3 separate regions of the Hordeum vulgare genome follow, and regions 1 and 3 are each linked to region 2. A link is a contact called in public Hi-C data. All regions are on one chromosome and are shown on one strand. The core of a region is the stretch at or near the end of the contact, and the rest is flanking DNA. Distances in the headings are between cores, read along the strand shown.

Region 1 (2,700 bases), core at 26-2,525, 330 kb after region 2:
CTCTTCGACCCGTCGTAGTAGTTGGCACCCGGGTCGGCCCCGCTGTCGGTGGGGCTCCTCACGATCCACAGAAACCGTTGTCCGGAGAGCTCCAGCCCGCGCGCCAGCTCGTCCATCTGCGCCGCGGAGAGCGCGCCTCCGCTGCCGAACGAGACGAACAACACCGACTTGTCGGGCTGCGCGTCGAGCCACCTGATACAGCCGGTGGCATCGTCGTCGCCGTCGTCAGGCTGCCGTATGACCGGCCCAACTGGGTACACCGGCGGACGCCCTTGCTCGGGCTGCCGGAGGATCGCCGCCGCGTTCGGCTCGATGGCGTCGAAGGTGTTCACAAGTATGCCGTCCGCGTCGCGGTACCTCTCACCGTGGTGCACCATCCAGCGGTAGGCGTCGCTGGTCCTGTCCTGGAGCGGCTGCAGGATGTCGGCGCCGGGCACGGCCACGCAGCCGGGCAGCCTTATGGGCTCTGTCTGGTCACGGAACTGGCCGTCCAGCTCGGTGTCGAGGCGCGGGAGGTGGAGCATGAGGGAGAGCATCAGGAGGTTGGACGGGAAGAAGAGGTACGCCGGCACGCCGACGTCGCGCGCCGCGCGCAGCGTGTCGGCGCCGAAGAGGTCCGCCACGAAGGCGACGAGGCTGCCGTCCTTCCCGAGGCCCTCTAGGAGATTGGCCAGCGCCGGCACAGAGCGCTGGGCCTCGACGGAGAGCAGCGTCTCGATGGCGGCGCCGGCGGCGACGAGGTCGTCGAGCGGGACGGCCGGGAGGGACGCGGAGCCGACGGCCGGCGGGAGGGATGCCAGGAACGCGCGCTGCGCCGCGGAGTCGGAGCTGGCGTAGGTGACGACGGTGGCCGTGAAGCCGTGCTCCGCGTGCAGCCGCCGCGCCAGCTCGGCCACCGGCACCACGTGACCCATGCCCGGCGACGAGAGTAGCGCCACATGCGGCGCGCGCGCGGCGCCCCGGTCGTCGCTCTCGCCGGCCATGCCTTGGTGGACGCACGTACGGTACGGAGAGACTGAGTCGAGCACTCGATCGACCAGTGGCTTAAAAAGATGAAAAATGTGTGGACCTGGGAAACGATGGAACGGATTGGCCCTATATGTAACGCCAGATCGATCTGTGTCTGAATGACTGTCTTATGGCCAAACGGAACTGTGGTTGCTCCGTCGCTGCCGTCCTTCTTTTGTGCTAATTGTGCTCGTCACGATACATGCCGGAGAAAGCATTTGTTGAGTGGACATCATAAAAAAGTTGGGCAAGGCTAGCTAAATTTGGTACTACAGCTACGGTGGATTAGTGTGACTAGCAAAAAGGGGCCGTGGGTTGCAAAAGAAGAAAAACAATTATAATCTTCAATGATGCAGATCATATTATGTTTTTTAAAAAATAGGACATTTCTTGAGATGCTTGAACATTTTTTTGAATTAGCAAACATTTTTTTTCAATTGCAGTCAAAAAATAATACACAATTTTTTTTTTCAAAATCATGAAATTTTATTTTTTTCACAAACATTGTACCCCATATAAAGAAAGGTATTAATTAAGGATGTAAACATTATTTTGGAAATAATTAACATGAAAGATAAGATTACATTTGAAATCTACATATTTTTTAAATTATTTCGTATATAACTTCTGAAATTTGAAGTTAGAGTTTAGAAGATATGAATATATAAATGTATTTGAATCTGCAAAAAATAGAAACGTTAAAAATAAAATAGTTGGGCCAAAGTTCTTCAAACGCCTCATATAAAAAGGGTACTGTATTAACTAAGGATGCAAACACAATTTCAAAAATAATTATCATAAAAAATAATATTATATTTGAAGTCTATATATTTTTAAAGCTACTTCATATATAACTTTTGAAATTTAGAGTTAGAATTTAAAAGATATAAATATTTAAAAATATATTTGAATCTACAAAAGTAGAAACATTAAAAAAATTGAACAGAAGTTGCAACAGTGCAGCTCTAACGTACGTCAGCCTGAAATCAAGTAGAAAAAAGAAACGAAGAAACTCGGTGGTGGTGGGGGTCGAACTTGGGTATCGTGCGGGAAAGTTGAAAGCTCTAGCCACTCGGGCTACTGTCAATCTGGTGTATTTAAAGGGGCCGATCGCTAGATGAACCAAACACACTGGGTCGCGAATTTAAAACAGGCAGCGACGGACGACAGAAGCAGTACGCGCTTTATTAGTAGGTAAGATAATCAGGGGGTGTTTGTTTCCATGGACTTTTTGGTATAGAGACTAAAAAAAATTCCTTTTAGTCCCATGTGAAACAAACAGGATGGACTTTTAGGGACTAAAAGGGGGTATTATGGGACTAAAGGAAGAAGTACCTACGGGAGGGTCTTTTGGGGACTTTTTTGGCACTTTTTCCAATAGTGCCCCTACTTTTAGCATGTCTTTTAATAACTTCTAGTATATTACTAGGGGTAGCGTGTTCTTTTTGCGTGTTATTTAATGACCTCTAGTCTCTGTTTTGTTCATAAAAACAAACGGGCAGGGACTAGGAACTTTTTAGTTGGGACTAAAAAAAGTCCTGGGACTTCTGAAACAAACAGGGCCTTAATCTCGTGTGGCTTTGTTAATACCAGTTGTCGCTTTAGAGCATCTATAGACGGACTCTTTAATCCGTCTCAAACGTTTGGATAGGTCGTCCGGTCACAAAAAAAAAACCAAAGGGACCGTTTAAA
Region 2 (2,700 bases), core at 59-2,558:
CATATTCAAATCTTTACAAAGACTTATATTTAGGAACAGATGGAGTAGCTAGTAGTGTTCATAGTAAATAGCTACTCAGTTTAAGTAGAATCAGCTGTACAGGGAGTAGCGCACTGACCCATTGAGTGTATGTTCAAATAAATAGCTGCTCAGTTTAAGTAGAATCAGCTGTGCATGTCATTTTAGCATGCGAGCAGTAGCAAGTGGTGCTTTATCTGTGTTGTCATGTTTCCTTTTGCATTTTGCTGTATGTTGTATTTTTCTTTTGCTCTCTACAAATAATACAAAAGCAAGAATCTGATATGCAAACGCATTGACAGGCAGGATGTGCATGTCCATGTATCGTCACCCACATGCATCAGTGCAGATGCATGTGAAGCTTGAACTGGGGTGGTATTTGAATTAGTGCTCGCATTTATTTGAACTGGTGTTGTTTGTTCTTGCAAAGTCTGTTTTTATGAAGCTGCATTTTTGTATTTGCAGGCTTGTTGCTTCCTGAAGGGGGGGTGCAATCTTTAAGAAATATACATTTTTGTCCTGGTTGACTGTAGTGCTTTAACCTACTGCTGGAGACCTATGGACTAACCTTCTCAGAACTGTTGTGTTTTCAGGGTATTTCTTTCCAAGTGTTCCACTGAAGAGTCTTCTTATCTTGATCTGCGACCGGGCGAGCGACGTGGCAGAGAAGCATGTTTATTTCGCCGTGGCTGATAATATGTGAAATCAAGTCCTTAATAGTGAAGACAATACAATCATACTAGCATGAACATCGTCTTATTTATCATGTATATTTGGTTATGATGGCCAGCCTCTGCTGTCAAAACTCTGTTTTAGCGATGTCTTGTAACGCTGTAAACCGTCAAGCTCTGTACTATGTGTGCTGTGGCATGATTATGTCTGGAATGCTTGCGTTGTTTTACGGTTGATCACCTTTCGTTGTTTTACGGTTGATCACCTTTCGTGTTAAACACATATTGTTTGCTGAGTCCATGTTTCTCAATGACTGATGTTCAATTGGCTTGAACCACGCAAAATGCATGGTATATGTATTTATCAATGTTCTAACGTTCTTTGAAGACGTAGATAATTTCGCTGGATATGTAATGTGCCGCCACTGGCAAATTCACGATCTTGAACGGTGCAAACGCCGGTATGTCGTGCCCGAGCGGCGGCATGAAGAAGCGAGCGGCCGTGGCGACCTGGTCTCCCCGACGGACCCGCCAATTATGACCGAGACCGGAACGAACCGAGTCGTGTGGTCAGTCACCCACCCAAAGCTAAGCGTCCCAGCCAAGCCAAACCAAGCTACCCAGAAGCCACGCGCACGCGGCGCGCGAGCGCAACCAACTGCTGCCCAGCCCGCCCGCCCTCCCATCACCGGCCGGTTCGCGCCGTGTCTCCGACGCCACCTCCCTCCCTTGCCCGCCCGGATCCTCGACGGCGCCGCCCATGGCGTCCTCCTCGCCGCTGCTCACGGGGGAGCGCCTCGTCGTCTTCCTCTTCGCCGCGCGCGTCGCGCTCGCCGCCCCGGCCCGCCTCGCGGCCCCGCTCGCGCTCCTCGCGGGGGCCGCCCTCGCCGTCGAGCTCGCCGTGGACCGCTCTGCCGCGGCCCCTTCCCCCCCTCTCCGCCGGTTCAGGACAAGGTGCGCCCCCCGCTCTCCCTCGCCTCTTTCCCATCCCCCACCCCACGGGATTAAACGAAACCATCGCGATTCGGCCGCCCAGGCGGATTCCCCAGAGCGTAAATTTGGTCTCGTTCGGTTCCCCCGCCAGAAGAATGAGAGCGAGGTCCCCTCGCAAAAATCTCTTCCACGAAATGGTCAAGACGATGGTCGCTGCCTCGTTTCATCGGGTTGTCAACACAATTGGGGAATAATTGGCGGCGTAGTTAGGGCAATAGCAGCTGGGGATGCAGATAGGAGCTTATTCCTTGGTTGAATTGTTGATTTAACATACACAGTAGAAATGCGACTTATTCAATTATTCATGGTGTAGCGACTACCATCAAGTATAATGTACAAGTTCAGGCGGCCTGTTAAGATTTATTTTAGGTCCTATGATGCGCACCCCTAATTGCATTTTAGCGACGATCTCCGAGTAGAATGTGGAACTTCAGAGGGTCTGTTGAGATTTATTTTAGGTCCTATGATGCGTACCCCCAACTGCATTTTAGCGACTATCTCTGAGTAGAATGTAAAACTTCAGAGGGTATGTTGAGATCTATTTTAGGTCCACCTATGATTCGCAACCCCAATCGCATACCTTTACTGTACATCATATTTGAGTTGTGTGACTACTTAATTTTATCTCGTCTTTTGTGGCAAGCTACAAAATAAAATTGAACCTAGTGCTTGGCGCCTGACGTATATATTTATATATCCTCCAGGCCAGGTGCTTCATCAGGCATTCTTCTTGGCGCAACTACTTTGCCATGTGTCATGCTTGCACGGTTAATCCAGCTTTCGAGGATCTTACCGACAGACCCTAATGGAGCACAAGGTATACTCCTAATTTTATCATCTTCATCAACAATTGAACAAGTCAGAGGACTTGTGAAGTGCATTTATCCTCTGTTTTATGTGCTATTGAACCTTTATTTTTGTGATGCATACATTTTACCTTTTACTAAATACATATATTTTTGTTTATGTGGCCAGAATTTGCATACCTTGAAATGCAGTATTGGGCGGTATCCATTAG
Region 3 (2,700 bases), core at 94-2,593, 370 kb before region 2:
CAGAGAATCTCTCCGTGTCCACTGAGAGCAACCTAGCATTTGAGCCCCGGTAAGCCCCGTTAACAATCCGCACCAGCCCGCCAATCTGCGGGAGGACAGTCTCAAGCTCATCTTGGTCGACCCTGAGAACATGCTTGCTCTCCAGCATCTCAATCTCCCCGACATACTTATCTATCACCCTCTTCACTAATCCCTTCTGCTTGTAGTACCCCTTCTCGGCCAGCGACTTGCTCATCACCTTGACAACGATACCAGGGCACAGCCAGTAGTCCTTCCGGTTGCTCCGCTCCTTGGCCTTCTCCTCCTCCTTCATCAGATCATCGATTGCCGACCTCCTGGTGTCCGTTGCTTTCCCTGCAACTTTCGCCTTCTTGTTGGGCACCTCCTCCTCTTCCTCCTCGAAGCCAAACTTCATCTTTGGCTTATCATCAAAAGGATTAATCTTAGGCGGCGGTGCAGCCCGCTGGAGTGCAATTGCAATCTTCGCAGGTGCCTTGCTGGCCTCTTTCCCATCCTCCTGGTGTTCTTCCTGATCATCGTCCTCGTCTGATCCCGAATACTCGTTGTCGTCATCGCTACCAACGTCATCATCAGAATTAGCATCATTGTCGTCGTCTTCGCCATTAGCCTGGGCTTTCTGGGCGCGCTCGATCTGCCGGGCAATCATGAGCTCCTGGCGCTCGTCCTCAGCTAGGTCGGACTTGACCCTCTTGCGCTTGAGCCTGGCCTTGATGGCCTGCTCCGAGTCCCTGTCGATGTAGGTGATGAACCATCCCTTGGGGGTGTCCTCGACCTTGGCGTGGCCCTCGCGGCCGAGGAACTTGACGAACTCGGTGAGCGTGGCCCAGCGGGTGGAGTTCATGTGCACGTGGTGGCGGTCGGCGATGAACTCGTTGTAGATGACGGTGGCGGCGACGCGGGAGCTGCGGTGGGCGCGGCGGAGCAGGGTGAGGAACTCCTCGAGGAACTCGTCGGAGAAGCCCTCGACGACGCGGTCAGGGGCCTGGCCGAAGATGGCCATCTGCCGCTGGTGCGACTCCGACATGCAGTGGCACTTGAAGCCGTTCTCGTCGCGGCACTGCTTCTGGCACATCTGGCAGTACCACCGGAGCTTCTGCAGCCCCTTGGCCTTGATCCGGTTCGCGATCGCCTTGGGCGTCAGGAAGTCGCCCTTCCCCATCGCGCCGCCTGCGCCGACGGGAGCGCGTGGGGAGAAGGGAGGGGGGTTGCGAGGGGCGCGGAGTTTGGGACGGTCGGCGAGCGGCGGCGGCGGTGGTTGGCGGCCGGAGAGATCCGCGAGGGCGAGCGGTGGATTAGGGATTGGGGATTGGACTGTGGAGTAAGTTTGGAGACGCTGGAATCTCGAGGGCTTATTAGCAAGCCAGCACGTACCGAAACCGACACGGTGGCTAAGTATACTACTCGGACACGTATAGCGATTTTACTTTTTCAAATACGCAAGGATTAGAATAACAACATCCCATCAAAACAAATATAATAGGTTGGTACTGGGCGCGCAGGCCGCAGTGTGACCGTCAGATCTGCAGGGCATATCGTTAGATTCATTTATGCGGCAATTTTTTCTCGATGCAACAAATTTCGTCCACGATGCAGCAATTTTCGTCAATGGTTGCAACAAAAATAAAGTTGTAGCAAAAAAAAAACGTGATCGTAGCAAAAAAACGAAGTTGATGATGCGTGGTAGCAAAATAAAATAAGGGTTGTAGCAAAACAATCCGGTGAACTCGGGTTGCAACTCTCGTGAACGTGTATGCAACTTTTTTAGTGAATGGTTGCAGCAAAAAATGATGCCGGTTGTAGTAAAAATTAACACGGTTGTAGCAAAAAAAATCCAACGAACTCGAGTTACAACCAAACGATGTAGTTTTTGTAATGAACAAATTGTAACAAAAAAGGAAACACTTGTAGCAAATTTTACCGCGGTTGTAGCAAATTTGGACAAAAAATGTTGCATGGACTGACAAGCCAGCGCGGGCCGCGCACGACCGGCCGAACTGTTCGGCCAGCGCGTCGATCACAAGCGTTTACCATATAATAAGGACACATAATGTCGGGATATAACCCGCCTTGTTGGACCGGGTCATACTCATAGCGACTCATAAGCACTACGTTAGGTGGACGAGACGCAAAGGAACAAGACTGACAAGGCAGCTTATCAATTAAGCCGTCTGGTGGTCCAATACCCGAAGACGACGACTTAAGGCCCAAGAGGTGGAAGGTCGTCCAGAAATTCCTTGCTCAAAAGGCAAGGAGAGGTAGAGGCATACTCGGTCACGAATCGTAACACGACTCGGACCCTTGTAAGCCCAGGGCCTCGACCTATATATAAAGGCAAGCCCCTGACGCCAATAGACTTAAGTTACAATCGATCAATAGCTAGGTCGAGCGAATTCGCTCCCTTGTAATTGATCTTCAAGCAATACACACAAAACATGACGTAGCCTTTTACCTCCGATATAGAGGGGTCGAACGTGGGTAAAATGTGTCTCTCGATTCGGATCAACCCCGACAAGCTAATCACCCAATTGCGATGGCCTCACGACTAAGTCCTCGCACTAGGGCATCTGTGTGATGAAACCACGACAGTTGACATCCACCATGGGGCGAGCACACAGTGGTTTCGAGTTCTTGAATGGCTCTTTCCCAGGGCTCAAGGGATACGTCATTGGCAGGATGACG

Evidence for each region. A called contact is a pair of places that touch in the nucleus more often than the background predicts.
Region 1: a contact with region 2 is called in a Hi-C map of leaf, with 2.7 times the contacts expected there. The contact joins the promoter of LOC123402040 here to the promoter of LOC123401092 in region 2. A contact is called at or near these places in 2 of 6 Hi-C or Micro-C datasets (leaf and seedling).
Region 3: a contact with region 2 is called in a Hi-C map of seedling, with 8 times the contacts expected there. The contact joins the promoter of LOC123401904 here to the promoter of LOC123401092 in region 2. A contact is called at or near these places in 4 of 6 Hi-C or Micro-C datasets (leaf and seedling) and 1 of 1 datasets of contacts at active chromatin or transcription factors (embryo).

Annotation. Positions count from the first base shown.
Region 1 is chr6H:59,406,521-59,409,220 of MorexV3_pseudomolecules_assembly, forward strand. LOC123402040 (UDP-glycosyltransferase 72B1-like) reads right to left here and starts at 1,276. Exons shown (of 1, transcript XM_045095899.1): 1 at 1-1,276. The coding sequence starts at 983.
Region 2 is chr6H:59,081,268-59,083,967 of MorexV3_pseudomolecules_assembly, forward strand. It overlaps LOC123401092 (dolichol kinase EVAN), which reads left to right and starts at 1,309. Exons shown (of 14, transcript XM_045094811.1): 1 at 1,309-1,643; 2 at 2,387-2,499; 3 at 2,658-2,700. The coding sequence starts at 1,450. LOC123401091 (splicing factor 3B subunit 1) reads left to right here. Exons shown (of 4, transcript XM_045094810.1): 3 at 321-393; 4 at 484-926.
Region 3 is chr6H:58,710,093-58,712,792 of MorexV3_pseudomolecules_assembly, forward strand. LOC123401904 (KIN17-like protein) reads right to left here and starts at 1,344. Exons shown (of 1, transcript XM_045095764.1): 1 at 1-1,344. The coding sequence starts at 1,180.